Linked DNA regions of Mus musculus: region 2 is linked to region 1. A link is a contact called in public Micro-C data. All regions are on one chromosome and are shown on one strand. The core of a region is the stretch at or near the end of the contact, and the rest is flanking DNA. Distances in the headings are between cores, read along the strand shown.

Evidence for each region. A called contact is a pair of places that touch in the nucleus more often than the background predicts.
Region 2: a contact with region 1 is called in a Micro-C map of embryonic stem cells, with 34 times the contacts expected there. The contact joins the promoter of 9130024F11Rik here to the promoter of Pantr1 in region 1. A contact is called at or near these places in 2 of 39 promoter capture datasets (cranial neural crest and embryonic stem cells), 5 of 484 Hi-C or Micro-C datasets (all in embryonic stem cells) and 1 of 115 datasets of contacts at active chromatin or transcription factors (embryonic stem cells).

The regions. Positions count from the first base shown.
Region 1 is chr1:42,689,883-42,697,388 of GRCm38.p6, reverse strand. Pantr1 (POU domain, class 3, transcription factor 3 adjacent noncoding transcript 1) reads left to right here and starts at 2,564. Exons shown (of 4, transcript NR_027826.2): 1 at 2,564-2,642. It overlaps Pou3f3 (POU domain, class 3, transcription factor 3), which reads right to left and starts at 1,621. Exons shown (of 1, transcript NM_008900.3): 1 at 1-1,621. The coding sequence starts at 243. The region is part of intron 1 of Gm46091 (predicted gene, 46091); the gene reads right to left.
Region 2 is chr1:56,968,354-56,975,371 of GRCm38.p6, reverse strand. 9130024F11Rik (RIKEN cDNA 9130024F11 gene) reads right to left here and starts at 3,903. Exons shown (of 2, transcript NR_024326.1): 1 at 3,601-3,903; 2 at 176-1,114. It overlaps Satb2 (special AT-rich sequence binding protein 2), which reads left to right and starts at 4,038. Exons shown (of 11, transcript NM_139146.2): 1 at 4,038-4,260; 2 at 5,492-5,719. The coding sequence starts at 5,551.

The sequences.
Region 1 (7,506 bases), core at 1,315-3,814:
CATGGCCCCCTGCATGAAGTCGCTCTGGACCATCTTGACCGAGGACGGGTCCCCCCGGTAGGCGCCCGAGGTCACGGCGGCGCTTCCCGGCTGCATGCCGCCGCCGCCGCCCCCCGCCCCGCCGCCGCCGCCGCCGCCGCCCCCTCCGCCGCCGCCCGCCCCGGCCGCGTCCGAGTGCACAATGGAGCCGGCCGTGAGCAGGCTGTTCCCCGGCAGGTAGGGGTTAGAAGCCGCCGTGGCCATGCCGCTCCGCTCCCGCCACCCCACCGCCGCCACCACCGCCGCCGCCGCAGCAGCAGCCGCGGCCGCAGCCGCCGCCGCCGCCGCCGCGCCCCCCCCGCCTCCCGCCTCCTCCCCCCCCGCTCCTCCTCCCCCGCCCCGGGTCCCCGCCGGCCCCGCCGCCTTCTCCGCCGCCTCCTCCTCCGCCGCCTCCGCCCCCGCCGCCGCCGCCGCGGCCCGGGGCTGCAGCTGCAAGGCCGCTTGGCAGGGCGCGGGGGTCGCCGGCTAGCCTCGGTCAGCAGCAGCCGCCGCTGCAGCAGGAGCAGCGCCCTGGGGAGGGGGGATCGCTTCTCCGGGCGAGCTCCGTGGCCAGCCCCTTCAGGGGGGGTCGTGGTCTCCCCCCTGGCCGGGAGCGATCGGCTGGCTCCAGCGAGGCTCGCCCACTGGGGCGGGGACCCGTACTTCGGGCGCTCTCTCGGGGAGCAAGGGCTCCGCGGCTCCTCCTGTCCTCGGACGAGTGCGGACTCTGGCCCGGCACAGGGCTCTGTCCACCTGCTAAGCGAAGGTTTCACGGGAGACAACAAAGGACGAAGCGGTTCCTTTCTTCCTTGGCCAAATTGTGGGTGGCCAGCAATCTGGCCGCTCCTAGTTGGTCCGCTGTCTTCCCTGATCTTCAGCAACACATCTTACTGTTTCCCCTTACTATAGTAAAACTTTTCCGGTCCTTACAGGCGTGGTGATGCTGGCGGCTCGCGTCTGCGGAGTGGGGCGGCTGGCTCCTGTTCTGCCCCCCTGGTTCGCTTCTTTCAAGTTTTGTTTTGTCCTAGGAAAACTTCTTGCGATGGTGCATTTCTCTGAAGTTGTTATTGCCGGAGCTCTTGGACGTCTCTGAAACAAGAGTCCCTTTTCATGTTCCTCGCGACACTCACAGTCTGGTGCGACATCTTTCCTTTTGGGTAGAAATTAGGAAACAAATATAACAAGGCAAAAATTGAACAGGAAAAAAAAATGTCGAATTGTTCTGTTACCTTGTTGCTGAAGGTTGGGGTTGATGTTTTATTTTTTCCCCGGCAGTTGTCTGGAGAAGGAGGAGGAAGAAGAGTGCATTGGTGGAGGTGGAGATGTGTGTGTGCATACAGGGAATCCTTGATACACAACCAACTCCTGTGGGCACGTTGTACCGCTCCTAGAGTACCCGACGGCGGGCGCGGGAGCAGGCGTGCCGGGGCAGAGTTGCAGCCGGAGCTAGCTCTGCGCCCGGATTCTCTCTCTTTCTCTCTGTCTCACTTTCCCTCTCTCTCTCACTCTCTCTCTCCCTCTCTCCTTCTCTCGAGCGCCCGCTCCCGCTAGGATCTGACAGTTCGCTCTCCGTCCCTCCCTCTCAGAGCAGGGACTGTCGAATGTTTACCCTCCGCCGCAAGCGCGCACCCACCACCACACTTTCCCAAATACAAGGAAGTCGAGCACCAGGGCCCCTGCTGATTGGCTACCCGCTGGGTGATTGGCAAGCCTGGAATGACTGGCTTAGGACGCCTGGCCCCCCTTCCGGCCGTTCCGATTGGTTGCTTTTTAATTTAGGCAGAGCGTCGTAGAAGCTGGAAATCTGTTGTCCCCCCCCCCCCGCCCCATCCTCCCTCCTCCGCGCCACTTTCCCCTCCACGCCCCTCCCCCTCCGCCCCCTTCGTCGTCCCCCCCCCTCGCTCCACCCCTCCGCCACATCTTAACTCTTAGTGTCCAGCCCAAACGTCTGCGTTCCCTTGGCGGCTCCCTGTGTTCGCGATTGGTCTGGGGGGGTTGGGAGAGAAATGGAAGAGAAAAGGAGGGGGCGGGTAGAAGGGGGACCAGGAGGAAAATGAAGAGGGGAAAAAAATCTTGAAAAATAGCAGTCTACCCATTCTACCTAGACTGCGTTGTGTCGCACCCCCACCCCACGCGAGAGATTTGTAAAGCGCGCGCCGCGGATGTACGTTCAAGCTAATACCTATAGACAGATGTGTCCCCACTGGTTTCAAAGTTTCCTCTTCCCTTCACGCGCGGGCCCCCATCTCTGTCCTGCAGGAGGTGGGAAAGGAAGGCTTGCCTCGCGCAGAGCTCCTGTGGCCAAGCTTCTTGGAAATCCGCCACTGCAACTTTGTGCAGCCGCGGCGCGCCGGCGGCGACCCTCTTTGTTTAAGTTCTCGGATGCCATCATCTGGGAAACCTGCAGCCCTGTACCAGCGCGGGGCCCGCGCGTGCGAGTCCGACCGCTTGCTGCGGCTGCTCGCTCTCCAACCCCCCCTCCCTCCTTTCCTCCCTCCCACCCACCCTCCTCTGGGATTCTTGCAAGTATCGTGCGTGCCCTTGTGAGTTTGGAGGGTGCCGGTCAACGAAGCCACGCGAGGTATTTGAAAGGCAATCAGCCCGACCGTCCCCCTAGATTCATCGTAAGTGTATTCGATCCCAATGCCTTTAGAATGCAGTGTCTGCCTCAGCTCGCCTAGAGGGCCTAGGGCTGCTAGCTGCTCACCCGCCCCCCACCCCGGTCCCCTTTACCGCTGACTCGTGTGTGTGTGTGTGTGTGTGTGTGTGTGTGTGCGTGCGTGTGTGCGCGCGTGTGAGTGTGTTCATTGGTGGGGTTTTCACTCGCTTGCTATTCTTGGGCATGGGGACGCTTTATTTTCCTCTTTCTTTGGGTCTCAGGTTTTGCGAGGTGGCTGTGACCGCTGTCGACAAGTGCTTTCTCAGCCGCAACCCAGCTGAAAGAGTTAAGGGGCCCGGGAGGAGGAGTGCGCCCGGTAGGCGGGAGAAGAGGGGGTGGTGTGGTGTGTGTGTGTTGGGGGGGGGGGGGACGACGCGGCCAAGCGGAAACGCCGCACAGAGGAACCTCAGCGAACCAAGAAAAAAGAGAAAGTGGCAACGAAAACAAGGACAAATTAAATCCTCCTTGGGGATTTCCAATGAACTAACCCAATTCGGACATTCAATAAATACACGACTCTTAATGAGTGTGCGTGTGCTTGCACCCCGCACCCTCAGCTGCAGGGCACCGGACCGCAATCTGCAGTTTCTAGTCCAAGCAGCAGCCGAGAACGTAACCCGGCGGTCGGTGTGCTCCGAATATAAAGAACTGGCCTGCCTTCTCCCCGATGCATAATTTCTCTAGAGGGCTCACTTCTGTGAACTCAGTTACAGAGGGAGCTCTCCAGCTCAGCAGCAGCCTCGCAGCCTCTGCGTGATCTCGAGATTAACCGTAGACGCGGGGCATTTATGTAGGATCGGGTCCAGCTCCTGCTTGCCGGGGTGAAAAGATACCATCGTAGAAACAGATCTAAAAGGCAGCAGTAACCAAAGCCCCAAAACAGAACGGATTCCCCCCTCCATTCCAAAAGGTTCCTTTTTATATTTATATATGCGTATATGTATATATAAAAGATGGAACACAGATTTCATTGAATAAATCTGAGATCTCCAGGTGCAGACGTTTGAATAGTCGGTGCCAGCACCCCGTGTTTTCCTTTCCTGCCGATTTTGCTTGGATCCGGCTCAAAAACCGAAAGAGTCTCGTGGTTTTGTTTACACTGAATGGGGAGGATAGGAACAGAGCCATGGGGCCGCCTTTCATTAATATACAGTGAGGATTTTGTCTAAATTACTGCTATGAGTTTCACAGTACACGCTTTCAAAAGCCGTCTCAGGTGGCCTGATGAAACGGGATAGCGCCTCAGCAAACAGATCCACTTTCTTTCTTTGCAAGGAGGGTGTGCACGTTCGGGAAGCCCCCCAAACGCTGTGCTCCTCAATAACAGAAACGCACTTCTGTTCCCAGGTCTGTCCCCTTCTCTCCCCCCACCCCCCACGTACTTAGTTCTCAAATCGCTCCCCAGCTTCCCCCCTCCCACCCCACCCAATCCTCCCCCTCCCTCTGCGGAGTGTGATTGTTTTGTCTGGAAAAAAAAATCCAAAGTATATAACAAGGGGAGAACAGTTAGTGCTGATTTTCATTTGCATACATTTTCATATATTTTGGTGAAAATAATAGACGAGAGAGAACCGGGCTTAGAGGAGTCAGTGTAAAGAGAAGGCTAAGGATAACTCGGCTCTGGAGAGTAGAGAATATGCCTTCTCTTCTGCCCCTCCAGGAACCTTACTTTTTTTTTTTTAAACAAAAAACAAAAACAAAAAACAAAAACCAAAAACCAAAAACCAACCACCACCTTTTATTTAAAAGTCTAACCTTGGGAATTTGCTGGGTAAGTGTTTTTTTTGTTGTTGTTGTTGTTTTGTTTGTTTGGTTTTTCTTGCTCTGCTTCCTCTTTTTCCTTCCTTTCTGGTGTATTGTTTATTTGTGTTCTTGAAGGTTTGGAAGCTTTATTTTCATTGCTTGGGAGGAGCGGGGAAGGGAAAGTGTGTGGAAGGGAGTTAGTAAGACAGGTCTGACGTTGCTAAAATAATACATAAAAAGGTGGACTGATTCCAATGGCCCTCACAGCAAGAGCTTTACCCTTCTGAGAGAGAGAGAGAGAGAGAGAGAGAGAGAGAGAGAGAGAGAGAGAGAGAGAGCTATTAATTTTAGTTGTTGATCATGAGAGGGGTAAACCCTAGAAATGAGTTGTTTACTAAACATAAATATTTCTTATTTGGAATTTTCCCCAGAGAATCAGGGCTGAAGAGGGAGATGCCTGGCCTGTCTTGGTGGGGGTGTCTGAATTGTGAGTCTGCCCAGATTAGGACAGGGAGCTGTAGGATCCAGTGAAGAGGGGAGGGGGCTGGCAACCAGAGGGCAGAGGGCTAGAGATGAGGAAGAAGTGAGGGAGAAGAGGCAGGAAGTCAATGTCCCCCTAGTTAAAGCTGCAAGTGGGGAGCAGGCGGTGTGTGCTGGCTCAGTAGTGAAAACCCATCAGAAAGAAGGTGATCAATCAAAACTAACCAGGATATCCTGGGTCTCCACTCCCCAAGGACAATGGAGCTTCAGTATAGAGAACCAGATTTTCCATGTTTTCTATTTTTGACAGTCAGATCTATCCCTCCTTATCACTATCTCCCGGTTTTATAAAATTCAAGGATATACTTACTTAAATAAATATGGCCGAAAGAAATAGCGATGCTAAGTCCAGGCCAGTGTGATTATGTTACTTTAGTGAAATGGTCTGGGGATGATTTTTTAAATGCTTCTTGGATTTGTTCTTTTGAAGAAAGCCACATTGGGAGGGGAGTATCAAATGTCTGAAATTATAGTGCACTTTTGTATACAGAACACCTTGCAATTTTGAATTGGTAATTTATTTGGAAACAGTTGATGCTAAATCAATGCAGTGGTTTGTAATGAGGGAGGAAGAGGTGTCAGTTGAGGAGGGGCTCAGCATCGCCAGGTTCCCTCCCCTTGTTTACAGCCTTGCCTCTGACTGGGGTTAACTCCGTGTGCTCCATTGGACCAGATGCCATATAGAGCTGCTCCCTGAAGATCATTTGTTTCCTTGATGGGGAACATTTCTGAGCAGAGCATATTGGTTGCCATAGAGAAAGAAATAAAAGGAAGAACACTAGTCACATTAAGCTATATGTTTGTGCACTGGGCTTTAGATAAAAGGACCTTGATTCAGCCAAAGAGGAGAAGCCAAACTAGAGATTTCTAGGACTACTAAAACTAGCTTTATTTTGTTTTGGACTTTTACAGTTGAAACATATAAGCTAATTTTATTGGTTGTTGTTAATTTTATATGACACGGTTTACTGAACAAAATAAACTTTGCTTAGCAGTACACTATTGACTAGTCGGCAGGGGGCGCACTGACTCGACTTAGCAGTAGCTGAGGAAAATGTAGCCAGTTCAAAAGCAAATCAGTCTTTCCAAATTTGCCAGAAGAACAAACACCCTTACCTTTCCTGTGCATGTTCAAGGGAAGAAAGGAAATGATTGGGCAACACAGAGTTTTAAAATACCAGGACAGTGGTCTCTCCCACACTAGCCATGTCTGTAAAAGACCCAGGAAGCCAGAGGATATTGAAACTATTTCCCCATTTCTCTCTGGAAAGCGTGGTTAGGGCTGTTTATAAAATAAAATGGGCTGGGAGAGAGAGAGAGAGAGAGAGAGAGAGAGAGAGAGAGAGAGAGAGAGAGAGAGAGAGAGAGAGAGAGAGAGAGAGAACCGTTATGGTTACAATATAGGTTACTTAAGAAACTATCTTTCAGGCTGATGATGGTGATTGTTTTTTTGGAATTGAACTAGAAAGCAAAATGAATTCTGAGGTAGTATATGGTATATGTAAAAATGATGGTCCTTTCAGCAGGGCATAATCTCACAACTGGGTATAATTTAGGGTCTTGAGCATATAGCAGGTGCCTGGGATCTTTCAGTCCATTTGATACCTAGTAGCTACTTTCATTCTTACTGTTTTCAAAGGGTTTAATAGTTACCCTTGAAGGGCTCTGTAGAGAAAAGAAAATACAAGCTAGACAGAGGATAGAGGTAACCGTGGACTTGAACCTTTTTAAGGACAGATAAAGAGGAATTTTAGTGGAACATAAAGTTTCTGCCCCTAAGATTTTTTTTCCTTTTGTGTATGTGTGCTGCCAATGAAAACCCTGACAAAGAACGAAAAAGTTTTGTAGCAAACTAGGAGGCTACCTAAAACAGTGAAGAGCAAATCCCCTTGGTTTTGAGGATTTAGTCAGTTTGTCTTACACAATTTTCCCAAGAAGATTTAGAGAGTTACTAAGAAAGCCAAGGCTGGAGTGACTAGGGTGTGAAGCTGGCTTCCACAGTGCAGCTGAAGGCACCTGTGAATAAAGGAGTCACAAAGCCTGACCTTTCTGATAGCTCTGCTGCTCCTCTAGGGGTGGGGGTTGTTGCCACTGGCTTCTTTTCAACACTGCTCCAAGCCAACCAGGCTTCAGCCTTAAGTTTTTCTGTGAAACTAATTTTAGCAGGTCGGGGTTGGATTGAAGTGGGATGTGAATTCATCTAGGTTTGAAAGATTATAGGAATCCTGTAAGCAAGAGACACTTGCTCAAATACACGTATACCATATGATTTCACACTGGACCTTACACATTTGGCGTCAGAAGATGCAGTGTTAGGTTTGTGCTAATAAACTCAAGTGGAGAATTGAGGAAGGTTTCATGCGAACCAAACCACTGCCTTCCTCCTCAGCTCTGCATTGCAGACAAAAGATTTCCAGGAGAAGTCCACAGAGTGGGACAAACCCCAAGCTTAGCTTGCTCTGCATGCTCAGGGCTGTTCAGAGCATTCAGAACGTATTAGTAGGGAGGGGACACTTTGTTTTTTTTATTCATCCATATCGCAAAAC
Region 2 (7,018 bases), core at 2,654-5,153, about 14 Mb before region 1:
AGCACAGAGGTAGCTCATTCTCAATCTGGTGTGTGTGTGGGGTGAGGAGGAGTTTTGAATCAAAGTATTTTAAAAGGCAAATGTACTTATACCATTTAAAAAAGTATGATTGTTTCAAAAATTGTTTGGAAATAAACCGTCGTGGGAAATACAAAAATGAAACCAAACAGTTTTTTGAATCATCATCAAATATATTTATTCACTGTTTTTAAAAATGAAAATGACAAATGTTTTAAAAGTGTTATTTCAAATATAAATTACTGTAGCAATTAGAAGTGTTTGAAAATATTTGCTTTAGCTGAAATGAAGTTAACAAAACTGGATTGGGAAAAACATGTCACTTGAAACAGAAAAGGCCTTTATCCGGGTCAAAACTACAGGGAAAAATTCACACTGGGTATGCATGGCAAAACTTTCTAGAATTCTCCTTTTATGAAACGAGAGAAATTTGAAAATGCTCTACTAAAAATAAATCTGCCAACATTCAAAGTACACTTTTGGTAATGACATCAAATTACACATTGTCATGTATATTAAATGTAATTTGTTTAATTTTTAAAATGTAATTTTAAATAATTTAGAATTACTTGTTCCAAATGGTAGATTTTCTTTACATTATCAAAAATAGACAAAAGAAATAATGAATTTGAAAGGGTGTAGAATCTAGCCACAGTGCACATTTAATTGAACTTAATTGTATGCTTTATTTAAATAGACTTTCTCTTTTTAAAAATAACTTAGTATCAATAGTTCCCCTCAAAGCATAATAAAATATGTACACTTTATAAAATATTAACCGATTAAACAATACTGCCGTGTTGTTTATAAGAGTTGTAGCTGAAGTTCATAATTATACTGTTGACACACGCCAGTGAGGTTAGCGAAGAGATCCTTAGCAAAACGCAAATGACGATTTTCCGACAGTGATTTTTATAAAATAGCTAATTAATGACAGGATAGAATCGTTCCAACCATCGCATCATCAGATATAATAATAGTGACGAATCAGACAAAAAAGATCCCCACTAAACGATTTGCATTTTTTTCCAGAAGTCCTCAAGTCCTAATATCATCAATTCTTCTTAGTTCGTGGACATTGGGCCGGAGGTGGATTCTGTAGTTCCAACACCAAGGTAAGAAAGAAAACGGGGTGGGAGGGGGGGGTTTAATACAGTTAGTATATAAATAAAATATATGCATTTCCAATTTAAAAAGCAGGCTTAGTTTGACAGCGATAGCTAAGTTTTTGAAACACCCCTTTTCATTTCGATATGCTATAACATTGTTCTTTTTTAAAGTTTGTAAATCAAACTTACAGTTTCTTTCTTTCATTGCTTTAAAAAAAAAAAAAAAAAACCAAAAACCAAAAAACAACCTTTCAGCTACCTTCAAGGGCTGATTTTACTTGAGCCACTTTGCTTTCACGGGCTTGGAATTTTCTTTAGCCCCTTTGGCTGGGCATGTTCGTGGGAGCACGGAATTTGGGGGAAGAAAAAAACAGGGAAAAGAAAAAGGCTTCCTAAAACTGCGGTGGCTCTCTGGAGGATTACTACCCTGCCAGGCTCGACTCGGCTCGGCAGGGCTCCCCTTGCCGCCTGGGGCTTCTGGTGAAGTTGGTGGGCGGCTCCTTTGAGTGGGACTCACCGAGGTCTGGGCACCGAGATTTAGGCCAGGGACAGGTTTCGTTTCGGGGACCCTCTTTCTTTTAGAAGCCCTTAGGCTTCCCTGGCCGTGGGTTTGCGACTCTTGGGGCGTTGTGGGGTCAAGGGGGTAGGCTACCAAGCAAGTGGACAGCAGCCCAGTCTCCAGCGCTACTCTCAGATTCAATCTCCACTGGCCCAGCTCAAGGCCAGGATTTAGAGAATTGCCTCGAGCGCGTTTCCCGAAACCGAATTTAGTTTGGCCCTCTGGCGCCGCCGTACAGTCAATACTTCTTAAGGGGGACTAGTGGCTCAGGCAACCGGTGGAAGCCGAGTCCTTGGGGTCCTGGGGAACTGGAGGGAAAGCCCCGGTGCACAGAAGGGACAAGAGATGCCGCCGGCTCAAGGGGCATCTCTGGCCGGAAGGCCGGAGAGGACTGGTTCATATTTTCTCCTTTGAGGTTCCAGGGGCTGACAGAAGCCGGACGCGGCAGGCACCTCGCCGGGGCCGCGGCCCCTGCCCACGTGCTATTTTTTTTTTTTTTTTAAGGAGGTCCGCGCCCATGCCGAATGGCCAAGACAAAAGCGCGGCCGGCAGCGGGGTTTTGGCGGGCAGTCACCGCGCCACCTTAAACAAGTAAAGCTGCGCGAGCCGAAAGGCTAGGGCCGCGGGAGTCCGCAAAAGTTTGTGGCTCCTAAGCCTTAGAAGGACCAGCTAGGGACTCATCGGCGCGGCCTCGCTCGGGGCGGAGAGGCTAGGTCCCCACGGCTCAGCTCTGCTCGCGCCGAACTCGGTCCTCAGCCGCTGAGGGTCTTCGGGAGCCCCAGTGCTGCAACCCGAGGGGCGCGCAGCTTCAGCGCCCCGGCCGGCACAGTGTTCTGGCCTCCGGGCAGCTCGGGCTGCGCCGCTCGCAACGTAGCCCGCGTGGCGAGAGTGGCAGGGATGCAGCCTGCCTTGTGCCCACGGAGCAACCCTTTCTCCAGTGCCGGACCCACAGCCAGCCGGACGGGCGGAGTCTCGCTCCAGGCGTTCGGGACACCCGGGCTATTGTTCCGGACCCGCGGCCGCACGGGATTTGAGGGAGAAGTGGCCTTCCCCAAACGCGGCCGGGAGCGCTTCGGGCCGGGCCGGTCGGCTCCGAGCAGATGGGGAGCTCGCTCGCACCGAGAAAAGTTGCTCCGAGGGGCGGAGGCGGTGGGTGGTGGGCGGAGGCGGTGGGTGGGGGAGGCGATCGCCCTCCTATCTCCAAAGTCGAAAGTACTCGGCGGCGCAATTAACAGAGCCCGGAGACGAGGCAGCCTCTGCCGCCTCCCGAGCGCCAGCCTGCGCCTCTGCGGCGAGCCGCGACACGGAGCGCCCGCCTAGTCGCCGCAGCCTGCGCGCCGGGACGAGTGCGCCTAGGGGCTGGGCGAGGCGGCTGCGCCCTGGACTTGCTACAAGGAGGAGGACCAGACCCTGGGCCCTGGCGTTCGTCAGCGCTTAGACGCACCCATTCGTCGGCCGTGGCCACCGCCTCGCGCCACACTCAGTCCTCAGCCATCCGTCCTTCGTCGCCCGGTGCATGAGGTCCTTGCCACCCCGCTCCCACCTCCGACTCCCCCCTTCCTCCTTTTTCCCTGACTCCCACCCCCTCGCCTATCCCTGTGCCTCCTCCGCAGCCCGGCTCCTTGGGTCGCCGTGCTCACAGCGATTGATTGATTGATGTTTAATTTCCTGCCAGGCGGGGCCCCCCTCCCCCCGCAACCTCCCCAGCCCTCCTCCCCGCCCCCCACTCCCCTCCTTCATTGCGGTGGACCAGTCTGGCTTGGGTTTAGATCCGTCCCCCCCATTCCCATCCCGAAATAACCCAGAGACATCCCCTACCCCCACCCCAAATTATTATTTTGAAGGCGCTAGATCTGGGGACCGAAAGGGGGAGGGGGAGAAATCGGAAACCGAGGACAACCCAAAAGGACTCACTTTGCCTGATGACTCAACGCAACTAATAATCATCTCCCTCTCAGTGTCTTTCTCTCTGCGGCTTGTCAGTGAGTCCGGCTCTGGCTTCTGGCAGAGGCAGCCGCGAGGGGAGAGGTTGGAGGTGACAGCTTGTGCGGCCGCCGCGTTTTCTCTTGCGCGCGGTCCGGGGTCTCCGCACCTTCCCCGCTCTTGGTGGCAACGTCCCCGCGACTCTGGCCGCGCCTCCTCTGGAGCTAGCGGCTGTAGGAGCCAGCAGCCGCCGCAGCCTCCCAGTCCTCAGCCCTTTCTCTCCAGAACCGGTCTTCTACCCGAAGGTGTGAAAGGCTCTTTCAGCCCCCTCTCCCCCCCCCCTCCTCCGCCGTCCCCTCCCCCGCTCGCTCTGGTGCCCCTTTGGAGGAGTCCTCCTTTCCCTCTCCTCCTCCTCCCTCACTGCCCCCCGCCCCCATCATCATAACAACCATCTCCGAACCAGAAGAAGACACCCTGACCCAGGACCTTAAACGCTAGGACCGGGGAAGAGGAAAAGGAAAGGGGAAGGAGGAAAGAGAAAGGAAGACTAGGACAACACTACAATTCACCAAAAACTTTCCACCCTGGATTCTCTACTTTTGCTCCATGGACAGAGCCCCAGCCAGCCAAGTTTCAGACAGACCGTGAGCAGTAAGTACGCTGGGCGAGGGCTCCCACGCGGCGCCTGTAGTTCGGGAAGCCCTGGGCGCGCTAAGTTCCCCGGCTGTTCTGGGGCTCTGGCTCTCACGCGCGCTTAGGCGAAGCCGGGAAGTGCGGTGGAGCCTTCACTGGCAACCCCTCCGAGCACTCCCTACATCTTTCGCATTCTTCTTAACTCCTCTCTGTCCCCCACCACCACCTCGTCTGGACTCGTGGCGACTAGGCTTCTCCCGCGTCCAAAGCGCTCTTAGAGGATTCTCAGAGCCCCTGGTGTATTAGGGGTTCCTTTCATGGGTTTCAGTGACAATGTGGGCGCCGTTTCATCAGGTGTTTTCCCTTCTTCCGGGTCACTCCTCCAAAATTGAAGAGTATGGAGCACTGCTCGCCTAGGGACCTCGAGAAAAACTTTCCAGATTTAGAAATTAGGATTAATGAAGCCTGCTCCTGTACCTAAGAATCAAGATTTCTTTCTCTTATGTTGTACGCTTAATGGCTTAAAAAACAACAACCACATCCAGGATACGATGAAGATAAGAATGCTCCCAAATAATAATTGTGATCCTGGGATGGAGGGTAGCCTTTCCAAATCTCAGAGTGTTTTGGGATGCTCGCTCACGTGAAATTATAGTTAATTTTTTTGTGTGCAAAGGTGTGTGTTTGTGTACACAAGTGTACTTGGTCCATAAAGGTAAAAGGTGGGGATTCCATGGATCCATTGATCCAGCTTGGCCATCCACAGCGCATTTATCAAGCAATTAATTTGCTTAAGGACCCGTGTAAGTCCTTGCTCCCTCCCTGGCCTGGTGGGACCTCTCGCCCATAAGTACGCTCCTTTCAAAACCCTGACACCCCAAGTGGGGCTTATGGTGGTGGTGGCTCTTTATCAAAGAGAGGATAATGCCAGCGCTGCCCGCAATGAATGGGGTACTGCTTAAAGGCTTCGAGGTCCGACTCTGTCCACACAACTGAGGGCTAACTCTTGGGACCTGAGACAGAGCAGGTCTTAGTACCTCAAGTTCTGGGCAGCTTTGGGACCTCCAGTGTTTGTTTGGTTGGGACTTGCTTTCCCGGGACCCTTCGGTACCCTTCTGCAGCGTGGGAGGAAGTTTGTGTGGCTGCGGTGCAGTGCTCTGCCACTGGCCTGATCGTCTATCACGTGTGTGAGCGGTTTTCCCTCTTTTTTTTTTCCCTCCCCCTTTCCTCCCCTCCGCCCCCTCCCTAGGTCCCTGCGCGTTTTATTGCGACCTGCCGGTGGGAACTTTGTCTCCAAATCGGAGCAGCATGGAGCGGCGGAGCGAGAGCCCGTGTCTTCGGGACAGCCCCGACCGAAGAAGCGGCAGCCCCGACGTCAAGGGGCCTCCCCCGGTGAAGGTGGCCCGGCTGGAGCAGAACGGCAGCCCCATGGGAGCCCGCGGGAGGCCCAACGGCGCCGTGGCCAAGGCCGTGGGAGGTAACAGCCCGGAGCTGGGAGGTGCGCGCAGCGGAGGCCCAGTGATAATGGCCTGGGTGTCAGGGTTCAGGTTGATTAGGCGCTGTTTCGGTGTAGGATTACAGGAAGTCAAATCCAGGTTGCCAAATAGTGCCCTAGTTGCCTCTCCGCAACTGGTAGTAGCTTCATCTCGAGTTAAAACAAGAAAGTGGTTTACCCAGAGGGTGGCATTTTTTGGGCACTTTGCCACTCTGTGCTGAGGTGTTGGCAGGTCTGTGTCACAGCCAGCTAACTGTTTCTAGATTTTCCTAGAGAGCTCTTTAGTGTTTTAACTCCTTTGCCTTGCCTCGGATCTGTTTTAGGGCTGAAGCTTGTATGCCTTGGTTGTAGTGGGACAGAGACCTAGGATCTGGCTAGAGTCGAAGCAGTGACTCTGGTGTTCTTCTGTAGCTGGGACAGGGTTGAGACAAATGAGTGACAGCTAGGACTGTGTCCTGCAGAAGTTCTAGGGGAAAAAACCGAAGGATCACCGTGAATCCATTATGTCCTTAGAGGATTTGATGCTGTTTTGCCTGCAGAGTTTAGACGGAGCCGGTTATAACTTTGATAGGAATTAGAGAATTGGGTGAAAAACAGCAAGCAACTCTATATGCTGCCTGCTGCTTCCCTACCCAAGAATTAAATATTATTTTAAAGGAAGACTTTTATGTTTCAGTACATCTACACATAACTTTCTTCAATAGTGTTTAGTAATCTTACAAAATAAGACCAGAGAGGAATTTAAATACTGTATTTTGGGTTTGCAGGGCAGTCAACTAGCTGTTTCGTACATATGAAATGTACAACTTTACACAGCATTCAGACTGTTTTGTTTGGGATAAATTATTCCTTTAATTGTACTATGCCTGAGATACCCCCTCACCCCAGTGGCTTTCAACAGCAGTAAGTTTAATGTAATTCTTAAACTTGGTGATAAAGTCCCACCTCCCATTCCCCCATCCCTTATGTCCCTGTTTGTGGTGACCATCAAATTTTGGAATACATGCTTAGTTTGAAATGTCTCCACACACCTAAGAAGATGACACTTTTCTGTTTTTAATGTTATTACTATTTTTCTTGGTGGTAGTCATTAAACACAGCTTAGCTTGCCTCAATCCTTTAAATTGGCCATTTGTCCCGAGAAGCAGCCTTCCTCTCAATTTTTCAAGTTTTGAAAACATGTTTTGGCTTCTGTATAGTCCCATTTAGAGATGTGAAAACATACTTTTAATGAGACAAAAAGAAATGAAAAAGAAACGAGCATGCAAACAAATCTGGCAA